Regions from separate parts of the Mus musculus genome. Here region 1 is linked to region 2. A link is a contact called in public Hi-C data. All regions are on one chromosome and are shown on one strand. The core of a region is the stretch at or near the end of the contact, and the rest is flanking DNA. Distances in the headings are between cores, read along the strand shown.

Region 1 (6,607 bases), core at 1,066-3,565, 170 kb before region 2:
ACAGAGCCAACACTAATATTGGGTCCCTAGGGAAAGGTTTTTGCCATTTCCCTGTGTGTATCACCTCACAGGGTAGGCTTTGCCATGCCTCAGTGTGTCTGAGGCTCTGAGGTTCTTTGCATGACCATGTGTATGTCAACTATGTAACCTTTCCTCAGGACTTCATTTACTCTGTTCCATACCAAGTAGATACTAGGAAGAGAGCATGTGTGAGAGGCAGAGGTACAGAGTATATGCATAGTACCTGCAACTGTTTTGGGCATGCAAGGGTGACTGGGCAAAGATGACTACAATGAATTTAAATAAAGCCAGCCTTCTGCAGGATACTTAAATACAGGTTTTAGCAGAAAGCAACTTAGAGATGATGTTGGAAGCTTTTCTGTTTTCGAGAGCTAATCAGGTCCTATAGGCTCTTTCCTCCTATACAGAAATATCCCTTCACCTTGATCTTCGTTTCTTGTAAGTCTTGTATGGATAACTGAGTTTGCTCCTATTTGTTCTTTATTTTGTTTCCTTTTTCTCATCCTTCTACGATACTCCCTCCACCTTAGGTCTGTCCATTTCTGTTCTTACCACTTTCTTCTCATTCTTTGCTCATATGGTATCACAGAAACAATTTGTGCATGCACCATTCTTCCAGGAATTTGTGTAACAAGGCATGGCGATTTACCCTTTCTTTGACCACAGAGTGAACTTAACATATATGGGTAATGTTTAGAATTAGCAGAAATGGGAGTCACTTTTAGATATCACTTAGACTCCTCTTTGTAAAGTGGCAACCCTGAAATTATTGCATGTAGCAAAGAATGTTTTAATAATGTCCCAGATGAAAAGGCAATGAACAAAAATAACTGAAACTAGGAATATTCACTCAGTATATGTAGCAAACTTTTCTGGCCTTTATTTTACTTTTTGTGTATGTGCATATAATATGTGTATGTCTGTGTGGTCACATGTAGGTGGGCTTACATGTGTATATGTGTGGGTATATGTATATGTATTGTGAATACAGAGGCCTCAAACTGATGCCAGGAATCTTTCTTTCTTTACTGAGGCAGGGTCTCCCACTTGAACTCAGAACTTACCAATACAACTAGTATAAGCATCTGTAATGCCTGCCCAGCTCTTAAGTAAGTTCTGAGGGTTAACACAAGTGCTTTTTACACTGAGCCATCCTGATGGTTTTATCTTTCTAGCCTTAAAACAACAAAAATATAAAGGCTGAAGGCCCTAGCATGAGCTTGCTCCATTGGTCCCTAGTTCAGCTTTGGTAGCATATGCACACGTGCACATTTATTGCTTTGGGGAAAGTAAACATGGCGGATTTCTGCTGTTGCCCATGCTTGTTACTGACATCATGAAAGGAAATGGGTTTGTGACCCCTGAGGTGTGCTGATTCTGGTCCTCCTCACTGCTCTTGATGCAAAGCTGCTGTTGTGAAGAACAGTAATGGCTCCTCTGCAGCAGCACTCTGGTGCCTGAGATTGACCACCATCACACTACTTGCCAGTTACTATTGGCAAGAAGCCAAGCACCAAGAGGTCAAAGATCAAGTGTTGTGCCAGAGCTTGCATCTCCAATCACCTCACAGCCACGGGCAAAACTGTCCACAGTTATGTCTTCAGAAACATGGCTCTTAAACAGAAGGCCAGACAGGAAGGCATGACCCAGGAGAGGCAAGAACAAGATGTTCTTCCAGAAGCTTCTGTTCTTAGATGCCTTTTGTTTCCACCATTAAACTTTTTTTAAGGGCTTGTGCTTGAAAACAACATGATCATCTGTAAACCTGCCTTTCCCCGATCAGCTAATGTTAATTAGCAGTCACTAACGTGAACAGTCTGTGGAAAGTTAATGTTGGAATTGAAATGATTAAAAACCTGCATAGTGGAGCTTCACAGCTCCATGCCCCGAAAAGCTGGCACTGTTCCTGGACCTATGCGATACCTTCAGAATTAATAATGTTTAAAAAGTGGTTTTGGAACAAAAAATGTAAATGCTACGCAGGAATATAAAACAGACATTCTCTCTTCTGGTCATCTTGCTTTGCATATTGTTTCATCCGGTTCCAGTTTTCTATAAAATGTGGTTTTCATGCCGCAGCTTTCCTTACCTGCTCTTGGACTTTAAGTCAATACTTTCTGATTCCAATTCTTGGCACAGAGGAGTCATGCAATACTCCAAGGGTCCCCAGTTTCAAATGGAGATAAGAAAGGGAAGAGAAATTGAAAGTTGGGGAAGGGCACTGCACTGCTCCTGCTGTCACAGGAAGATGCAGCTGTCACAGGCCTTCTTGGACCTTCCCTGCATTCCAGAAGACCGCTGCCTCCTCCCCATGGTTCCCATAACACTCCACAGGGTTTTCCCTGATGACACTGTAAACTGCTGGCTGATTGTCTGGGTCTTTTGTGAATTTGTAGTGAGTTGTGACACATCAGAAGTCTCAAGCAAGGTCATAGACTTTGAGGCATTGCCAGAAGAGAGGATGAATCACAGAAAAGTTCTACAAAGAATTGGATTTGTTTTTATATACATGGGAAAGGTGGTGACCAGAATCTGTCTTCAGTTAAACACTGAATGGCTTGTTTAAGTACCAAAACCCAAGTGAATTATAGAGAAAATAATAACTATGACAGACTTGTTAAGGGTAGTTTTCAATTTAATATGTAGGCACATGCTGTGGTGCTTACCCAGAGAACCCTGTGCTATAGCTTTTCCTTGGTCCATGTTTCCAGGACTTAGGGAGTGTGCACATATTGATTCAGCTCCATATTCTTGGCTCCAAGTGGCAGAAATAATGCAAAAGAAATGATGCAGTCTGTTTGCTTCCACATTCTCATTTTAATGCTCAGCTAGAGGTTTCCATTCTGAGGTTTTCATTTTTTCCCTTCTCAACATTCTATGGAGACTTGAAAGGACTTTAATGTTTGATACTATAAGAAGAATTACTTCTGGTGATATTAATTTTCAATAGTGGGATGAGTTAATGATTCCTTTATGCAACTGTCTTCACATATGCTGCTTCATGTGATAACTGATGTATAGCTCTTGTTTCCACAAAGCAAATCAGGGAAAAATACCAAAAATGGGGCCAGGGATTCTGTTAGACCCAAAGAGGGTAGTGGCAGAGCTAATCTTGGTCCTCAAACAAAGTCAGAGTTTTTTTCTCTTCCTGGGTTTATATGGCTTCACACTCCCTGTAGAGAGGGGCTTGGTCTTCCTCCCTCTGAAGAGACTGTGTTTGTCAGTGTTAGATATGATTTTAATACCCAAAGACAGGCAATGTTCGTACCTCCTAGTTCATGGTGGCGAACCCTGGGGAAGTGTGTAATCTAGCATGTGTCCCGTGCTTCCCATATCAGATTTGAATGCCACAGAGAGGGAGTTTAATTCTGCTCCTCTTTGACATGGGTCAAGATGCTTGGACAGAAGAAAGTACACATCCCCAAAAGGCAAAGGCAGCACCTATCATAGGAGATTTGTTATATTTTCTATGTATTGGCTTGTAAAGGGCTTGTCAATACCTACTTACCTATCAAGCTAAAAAGAGTCTGTTGACTGTTGACTTTTCAACCAGGCTGCCTAGTCTTTTTTTTTTTTTAATCCTGTTTTATTTGCATCTTATTGTGATTTTAAAAAAATTTTTTTAATTAGGTATTTTCTTCATTTACATTTCCAATGCTATACCAAAAGTCCCCCATACCATCCCCCCCACTCCCCTACCCACCCACTCCCACTTCTTGGGCCTGGTGTTCCCCTGTACTAAAGCATATAAAGTTTGCTAGACCAATGGGCCTCTCTTCCCAATGATGGCCGACTAGTCCATCTTCTGATACATATGCAGCTAGAGACACGAGCTCTGGGGGGGTACTGGTTAGTTCATATTGTTGTTCCACCTCTAGGGTTGCAGACTCCTTTAGCTCCTTGGGTACTTTCTCTAGCTCCTCCATTGGGGGCCCTGTGATCCATCCAATAGCTGACTGTGAGCATCCACTTCTGTGTTTGCTAGGCCCTGGCATAGCCTCACAAGGGACAGCTATATCTGGGTCTTTTCAACAAAAATCTTGCTAGTGTATGCAATGGTGTCAGTGTCTGGAGGCTGATTATGGGATGAATCCCTGGGTCTGGCAGTCTCTAGATGGTCCATCCTTTCGTCTCTCAAATGCTATCCCGAAATTTCCCTATACCCTCCTTCTGACCTGCTCTCCTACCCACCCACTCCCACTTCTTGGCCCTGGTATTTCCTTGTACTGAAGTATATAAGGTTTGCAATAACAAGGGGCCTCTCTTCCCAGTGATGGCCGGCTAGGCCATCTTCTGCTACATGTGCAGCTAGAGATATGAGCTCTGGGGGTACTGGTTAGTTCATATTGTTGTTCCACCTATAGGGTTGCAGATCCCTTCAGCTCCTTGGGTGCTTTCTCTAGCTTCTCCACTGGGGGCCCTGTGTTCCATCTTATAGATGACTGTGTGCATCCACTTCTGTATTTGCCAGGTACTGGCATAGCCTCATACGAGACAGGTATAACAGGGTTCCTTCAGCAAAATCTTTCTGGTATATGCAATAGTTTCTGGGTTTGGTGGCTTATTATGGGATGGATCCCCGGGTGGGGTAGTCTCTGGATAGTCCATCCTTTCATCTTAGCTCTAAACTTTGTCTCTGTAACTCCTTTCATGAGTATTTTGTTCCCTATTCTAAGGAGGAATGAAGTATCCACCCATTGGTCTTCCCTCTTCTTGATTTTCTTGTGTTTTGCAAATTGTATCTTGGATATTCAAAGTTTCTGGGCTAATATCCACTTATCAGTGAGTACATATCTTTTGTGATTGGGTTACCTCACTAAGGATGATATCTTCCAGATACATCCACTTGTCCAAGAATTTCATAAATCCATTGTTTTTAATAGCTGAGTATTACTCCATTGTGTAAATGTACCCCATTTTTTGTGTCCATTCTTCTGTTGAGGGACATCTGGGTTCTTTCCAGCTTCTGGCTATTATAAATAAGGCTGCTATGAACATAGTGGAACATGTGTTCTTATTACCAGTTGGAACTTCTTCTGGATATATACCCAGGAGAGGTATTGCTGGATCTTCCGGTAGTATTATGTCAAATTTTCTGAGGAACCTCCACACTGACTTCCAGAGTGGTCATACAAGCTTGCAATCCCACCAGCAGTGGAGGAGTGTTCCTCTTTCTCCACATCCTTGCTAGCATCTTCTGTCACCTGAATTTTTGATCTTAGCCATTCTGACTGGTGTGAGGTGGAATCTCAAGGTTGTTTTTATTTGCATTTCCCTGATGATTAAGGATGTTGAACATTTTTTCAGGTGCTTCTCACAGGTTGCCTAGTCTTTCAGGCAGGCCATCTGTGGTAGCAGGTACTAACCCCTCCACAGAGATTGCTTTTTAAAAATGGAGAAGAGCCGATGCAATAAATGTACCAGATGGAGTGAAACCTTGACTCAGAACAAGTTATAAAGTAGTTATTCTTTACCGGGAAGAATTATCCATCACAGGTCATACTGACAAGGAGTCAAATATTGGTTCTTATAGCTCAGGTGCTGCAGCTGCATATGTCGGGGAGGGTTACTCAAAACACCACTCACTAAGGAGCTTCACACAACTAACTGCTGCACTTTGTACTTTAAACTTAACCTAATTTATGACATCATGTGTGAGTTGGCAGTGGGGTGACAAAACACTCTCAGAACTTCTCTCATCTAATTACTGTCACACTGATACATGTAGAAGATATATGTAGGAGGTTTACTTAGACAGATAAAGATAATGTAAGTATTGTGAACTAAGTTTCACTAACTCTTCTCTTTTCCCCACTTTAATGCTTCTTAAGAACAGGCTGAGCTTCTTTTCATATTCTAACCTAGAATTATATGTTACTGTGCAGAGCTGGCAAAGTGGAGTGTACTTAAGACATTTCTGTTTAATTCTCCAAGTCTTTCACCAGGATCATTCCTTCACATTAAAAAAAACAAACAAAAACATTTTTTCAACTATATAATATTATTCTCTGAAATCTTTGTTAAACCCTTTACTTAACATATTCCTTTAGTATTTCATTAGTTAAAATGATATGATCAGAGCATAATTAAGTTTATTTTGAATTTTTTGTACACAAGTCTATACTGGCACATTGGTAAGCACTTAAACTATCAGTACCTAGAAGAAACATGGTTGTTTAAAGAGGATTAAGTATCTTAGGAAGTTTTATATTCATCCACAAAGCCACAGACTTGTGAGATGACTCAGAGGTTAAAGTGTTTGCTCTGCAAGCAAAAGGACTAGGGAAGATTAGATCCCTGAGAAACCACAAAAATATGAGGTGAGTATAGTGACCTATCTATAGCCCCAGCCTCAGAAGGCAGAAATAACACATCTCTAGGATAAACCGGCTAGCAAATCTAGCCATATCAGTGAGCTCTGGGTTTGATTGAGACTGTTGTGTGTAATTTTATGAATTATGCTTCCTCTTGCCTGGTCTCCTTGCCTGGTGCGGCAGCCCCTCAGGACTTAGCTTTGAGATCATGCCACTGCTGACTCCACTTTCGTCTGCCTGTTCCTCCTGAGAATGCCTGGAGCTACTGCTCA
Region 2 (6,699 bases), core at 2,371-4,870:
CTTGTATTGCTTATCTGCTGTGATTAGCTTGCTGGCATGCTGCACATACAGCAGCAGCTTGACACTCTCGATGGGTGCTACCGTGGTCTTTGTGAGGGCCGCGACCACTCCACCATCCAAGAAGTCCTTAGGGAAGGACACAGGGTATCATCTGTCATGTCGAAAGCAAAAAAAAAAAAAAGAAAAAGAAAAAGAAAAGAAAAAAAAGAGAAGAGAAGAGAAGAGAAGAGAAGAAAAGAAAAGAAAAGAAAAGAAAAGAAAAGAAAAGAAAAGAAAAGAAAAGAAAAGAAAAGAAAAGAAAAGAAAAAGAGGCAGATGAATGCATGACAGGACTGGGTTGACAACCGGCTTTGATTTCCAAACTCTCAATACAACCACTTTTTTTGGGGGGTGGGGGTTCGAGACAGGGTTTCTCTGTATAGCCCTGGCTGTCCTGGAACTCACTCTGTAGACCAGGCTGCCCTCAAACTGAGAAATCCACCTGCCTCTTCCTCCCAAGTGCTGGGATTAAAGGTGTGTGCATTGTTGTTAGACTCTCTTGTATGTAAGTCACACCCCATGCAAGAGTTTTCCTTGGGGATCACAGAGCAGAAGGTATTCTGGGAAAAACTAGAATTTGTTTCCAGAGTCTCCTTTCTATTAATCACCCTACTATGCTATGTAAAATAAAACTTAGAATTTACAAGGACAGAAAAAGGCAAAATTTAGTCTTAGTTAAATTAATGATCTGAACTCCAAAAGTTTGGTCTGATGACTGCTATTGCCTCACAGTGTGATTTTTGTTCTCTAGTCCATAATAGAGTTGTTGAGTTGAAATGAACTATCCTAACTTTCCTAGCTCATCATTAATCATGCAGCCAACACTCCAAGTGTTAATTATTATAGTTCTTCTGTAAAGTCCATAAATGCTCACTACCAATCAATTCAAACATAAAGCATTTCTCTATGGTGCAAATATCCAAAATACTTTCAATGAGGTTTTTTTTGAAATTCTTACTATGTTATTACTACCTGCTGTCACTTGACAGTGCAACAGAACAGCAGAAGTTATTTTTCCACTCCAGCTGTAGCTATTATCTATTAACCATCCTGTCCTCATCATTCCCTCCTACTCACAATCTCTAACCATTGATATTTATTATATTTTCAATTTCTATTAGGACGATTTCACTTAAATTTTTCATAGTACTTACCTTCACTTAATATTTTACATATGTGCGCACTATTAACTTGTTTCTATTTTACGTATACAATATTTTTCTTATTAATTTTTTTCATTCTTTAACAGATGTATACTCTAAGAGCAAGGATTTTTTTTGGGGGGGGGGAGGAAAGGGTTTATTCATCTTACATTTCCACATTGTTGTTCATCACTGAAGGAAGTCAGGACTGGAACTCACACAGGGCAGGAAGCAGGAGCTGATGCAGAGGCCATGGAGAGATGTTCTTTACTGGCTTGCCTCCCCTGGCTTGCTCAGCCTGCTCTCTTATAGAACCCAAGACTACCAGCCCAGAGATGGTCCCACCCACAATGGGTCCTCCACCCTTGATCACTAGTTGGGAAAATGCCTTACAGCTGGATCTCATGGAGGCATTTTCTCAACTGAAGCTCCTTTCTCTGTGATAACTCCAGCCTGTGTCAAGTTGACACAAAACCAGCCAGTACAATTGACCCCTTGTCAACTTGACACACAAACACATCACTAGTAAGCCTCAACCCTTAGTTACTTATTCAGCCCCAAGATCTAAATAACTTTCAAAGTCCTACAGTCTTTACATATTCTTAAAATTTCAATCTCCTTAAAATATTCAATCTCTTTTAAAATTCAAAGTCTCTTAACTGTGGGCTCCACTAAAATACTTTCTTCCTTCAAGAGGGAAAAATATCAGGGCACAGTCACAATCAAAAGCAAAAATTAAACTCCAACTGTCCAATGTCTGGGATCCAACTCATGATCTTTTGGGCTCCTCCAAGGGCTTGGGTCACTTCTCCAGTCCTGTGCTTTGTAGCACACAGCTGAGCAAGGATTTTTATGTTGCTTGTTTAGCCAGTGCAAACCAAGTTAGACAGTGGTAAATATTTGAAGTAATTGCAGTGTAGAACTTTCCTCTGTCCTTGATATGACCATTGTCATCTGGAGCATAGTTGTTGTGGGGACTGTTATGAAAAGAAACTCAACACATGATACAACAGCTAGCCAGACCTATGGTATTAGAGCTGCATACATCCCTTCTTAGGGGAAAAAAGAGAGGAACAAAATCTCGAGAAGTCTGTCCCTGAAAACTGCTGCTCCTTCTTGCCTGGCTACATAATCATGGGAATGCTAAAGTATTTGAGGAGAAAATATTGATTGGGAGTGTGACATTTGGTATTGTAGCGACCTCCTAGAGGAGTCCACGTTCATCTCGGTAATGTGCTCCTTCACTGGCCAAGTTTCTGGGTATGCTAGTTATTTTTGCCTTATTGTATATGTTGGAAACAAATCACTGTATGTGCCTCAATCTCAATGAGAGGGAAATTGACTTCAATTTTTTTCAAAGTAAGAGTTTCAAATAATTTCCATATTATATAAAGAGCTGTATTCAGATACAACCAAACTTTTATTTCAGAACATATTTTTAAATATACTTACTTTATTTTATGTGTGTTGGTGCTAGGCTGCATGTGAACCTAAGCATCACATGCGGGCAGTGCCTAAAGTGCCCAGAAGAGATGATTAGATCTCCTGTACCTGGCATTTCAGACAGTTGTGAGCCTCCATGTGAGTGATGGAAATCAATCCTAGGTCCAGTGCAAACCAAGCCAGACTGTGGTAAATATTTGAAGTAATTGCAGTGTAGAACTTTCCTCTGTCCTTGATATGACCATTGTCATCTGGAGCAGCCAGAACTCTGAACCACTTACTGAGCCCTCTCTTTAGCCCTCCTATAATGCAATTTTAATCTCACATAGAAAACATTTTGTTACAGCAGAATATAAAAATGTATAGCGATGCCTGTCACCATACACACAAAGCTGGTAGACCATCTTCGTATGTATGCAGCAATGACATAACATCAATAACTTTTGCAAAGACTTTTCTTTTATGGTTCATTACAAACAAGAGTAGGGGGGTGTAAACATTTCTAGCAAGCACCAAAGAACTAAATAATGAACAAGGGAATATTTTATACAATAGCCAGAGGCAGTGTTGGCCAATTTATTAAGTAAAATTTAATTTGATAATCTTGTCTTGAATGTTGGCAAAAAATGCCTGTAAAAGGAACAGAAGCAATGGGGACCATCGTAAGATTACTTGGAGGTTTCATTTTTCCATTGCTTGTTTCGCTTTAAAGTAAGAAAAAAATCATAGTGACTCAAAAGATTATACGTTATTCCAGGCTAGCAATTCTCCCCCTACTCTGTGAAAGACTGTACATTGTTCAATAAATTAAAAACTCTAAAGTGTCTACTAATTAGTTGCTTTATAAATATGAAGCACAAAAATTGATTTGCCAGTTTTCTCTTTTAAGTAAAGTGACTCATTGTTTTGATGTCTACCATATGACACATTGTTTCTTAGCTGCTCTGAGTGGCCTTTAAGAGACCTCTGCTTTTAAAAATCTTGTTTCATTTATAAAAAAAATAAGCAAAACTTGTTAGAATTTAGGGCGTGATGCCCACACGGCCATGACTACTGGGCTATGTCTCATTATTGAATGTCATACTTGAATCACTCTGGAGCTAATTTTGCTGAGAGATCCTGGGGCCTAAAGTGATAATTAACCTACCCATGGCCAGATGATGAGCACAGTTAGAATTGAAGTACAGACTTTCTGACTCATTTTCGCTGATTATATTTCTTACATGTCTTTGTTTAGATTGAGCCTCACTTACATGACCAATAAAGAATCTAAAAAATGCAGGGCTTCTTTGTGAATGAGTTTCCTCATGGGGTTCTGCCAATCTTCTTGTGGGTCTGTGGAATTCCAAAAAAAACCATGGGACAGCTGCATTATCCTCTTTCGTATTACATAGGAGAGACCCCCTAATAATGCTAAGCTGTGATATTTAGTTCATCAGTAATAACAGTTTGGATTTAGGGAACAGTTGCATTGATTAACCAATATAATTTCCAGAAGACACAGGAAAGCATAATTACCAAGCTCTGGTCTTCCAAACATCTCTGTGCAGGTTGGACTGCCCATGTAGACACAAATCCCTTCCTTACTCTGAGAGAAGAGTGGATCAGGAAGGGAGAAGAAAGGAAGAAGGGGTTGGAGGCGTGGGGTGCTGACACATGTTCTGGGGTGTAAGTTTTAATATTCAACATATTTTGAGTCCTATTGACACCTTCAGCTCTAATGACAGAGAAAGCTATTACAATGGGAATTTAAAGAAAATAGTATCAAATAGCTAAATTAAAGAAACGAAGGATTTGGATAGTTGTGTTAACTGGGCAAGTATCTTTGTCTTTCTGTTCTTCCTTTTTAATAGTGAAATAGTAGTAGAGATTCCATGTAAAAATCTTAGCGTTTGTGTTAATGCACCACAAATGCTAAAGTGTTACTATTATTTTATACCTATATCTGAGATTGGAGTTAAATGGATCTATACTAACTATTTCTATTATTTAACTGTCAACTGTTTCAGATTGTAAAATAGTTTGGCTTGGTTTAGTATTACTAAAAACTTTTGACATATTCTCTGGAGTCTCATGACTTTAGGATATAAATAAGGTCTACATAGTGACAGTTTACTCTTATAGCATCAACCTCAGAAGACAAGATACTAGCTACAACAAAGCTTGACTTATAAAAAACTACTATTGCAGAAGAAGTGGTAGAGTTTGCCTTGGATCAAGATGTGGGCAATGTGATCACTAATATCCAGTGGTTAGGTGGAGTTGGTAGCAAAGGATGTAGAGGTGAGGAGAAGGGCTAGATGCTTAATAGAAGTACTTTAATGTTTCTAGTTTCCTGATGAAGAAGGAAGCAAGATAAACTTTACCTAGAGAGAGTGTTAGAAAGCAAAAGACACGTAAACCCTTGTGTTTCTTGTCTACTGCTTAACAGTTTTAGTGTTTTGTCCTTTTCTGAACTGGCTTACTTTTTGATACACCTTTATATCCCTTTTTAAACGTATTTGATGATATGAGGATCCCATTTCTGCTTAGAGTTTGTGAGTTCTCAGAGAACAGAGTTCTTAGCAGATTGCTTGTGATGCCCTTGGCCATATGGTGTGAGCAATGAAGGTTGATGCATCAAAGATTCAGGTTTTTAAAAACTGAAATGTACAAATAAGATGATCAAAAAAGACAAAAAAATACTTGCTTTTAATAATTTGTGAAGACTCAGATGTCTTGTCATGGGCAAATAGAGTGGAGTAGTGTACTAGAGTTTGGGGAAAGTAAATAAGAGCAAGATGGGAAGAGAGTGCAGAAGCAGCAGAAACACATGGTGGAGGCTGCTCCTGGTAACCTTGGTTACAGCAATCACTAAATATTTTTATCTAACTGCAGGAGTGTGAAAGGTTCATTTACATAAAACATACTCATGCTTGATGCAAGGGAAGACCTTCTCATGATTTGATCACAATAAATTCTACTCTGTATGCATATCCATTAGCATATTGTACTCTGGAAGATACAAAATTTTCAACAAAATACATCTATCTCCAGGAACTCTTATTTTTAAGGTGAAAAATGTTCCTCAAGTTCTTGAAGAGCCCCTGTATATTATAGACACTTCCAAAAGGTTCTGTGATCTTGCAGTTATAAAAGTATGAATTCTAGAAAGTAAAGTATGAGATGTATTAGTAATGGGTGCTGAGCCAACCAACCATGTCAGTGGTTAAATGGTGTAAGTATCTCCATTACAGTTCAAAGAGAATGACAGGTCCTTGGACTGGAGCCACACAAATTCCAAACAGTAAGCAGCACATTTCACACTGAACTTCAAACACAATTTAACAATAAAGATTTGAAAGGTGTTGCCTGTCATGTTCTTCCAAGTTATTAACCACATTAAATTATGTAGATATTTCAAAAGGGTAAGAAAATATAAGTAATTATTCCTCAAATATATTAAATACTATATATTTATGGCTAAAAAGTGTTATACTAAAATATTTACAAATAAAATGATAGATGGTTATGTATAGTAAAAATATGAGGTGTTAACTTCAAAAGTATATATAATTATCGTTCTGGTTTATTTTAGAGTATAGGTTTAACCACAAGCTATGCAAATTAAGGTATTATATTCAGTGTTTATGTAATTGCAGAGTATTTCCTCTAAAATTATTGTGAAAATAGCTATAATTAAATAAATGCTCTCTTTAATTACTGTAAAGTCCCATAATCTTTTTATGCAGTATAAAGAGAGTTGTTGTTGCATCCTCATGAGAGCTAGGCACTCATGACAGTGACACCCCCACCATGGGCTATTAAATTATATGACCATACATTGATCCACAAATCTCCAATAAATAGTGACGCTGACAATGCGTGAGCCCACTGTTCTAAAGACCAGAATTGTCTCCTGCATTCCATTTTGACTCTTGACGTGACACTGTTTCAGATATTTCCAAACATGAAAAGAATTCTGAGTTATTTTTATAATCAAATGATCTATCTTCCATTTGCTCAAACATTCCCAATAACGTTGAAGAAGCAACTACATCTGGATTCATTTTCACACTACTTCATGTAAATATTT

The links. A called contact is a pair of places that touch in the nucleus more often than the background predicts.
Region 1: a Hi-C map of muscle stem cells shows a contact between it and region 2, with 1.5 times the contacts expected there. The contact joins two enhancer-like sites. A contact is called at or near these places in 2 of 484 Hi-C or Micro-C datasets (granulosa cells and muscle stem cells).

Annotation. Positions count from the first base shown.
Region 1 is chr1:12,287,734-12,294,340 of GRCm38.p6, reverse strand. No RefSeq gene overlaps it. Among named protein-coding and RNA genes, the nearest start is that of Gm22633, 84 kb to the left of the region's middle. Within about 2 kb of position 2,315, at least 14 of the 459 cell types and tissues checked have an H3K27ac peak or open chromatin away from gene starts, as enhancers often do. A contact at or near this core is called in granulosa cells and muscle stem cells, where this site is marked.
Region 2 is chr1:12,114,417-12,121,115 of GRCm38.p6, reverse strand. It overlaps the pseudogene Gm7560. Among named protein-coding and RNA genes, the nearest start is that of Gm30974, 57 kb to the right of the region's middle. Within about 2 kb of position 3,620, at least 6 of the 459 cell types and tissues checked have an H3K27ac peak or open chromatin away from gene starts, as enhancers often do. A contact at or near this core is called in granulosa cells and muscle stem cells, where this site is marked.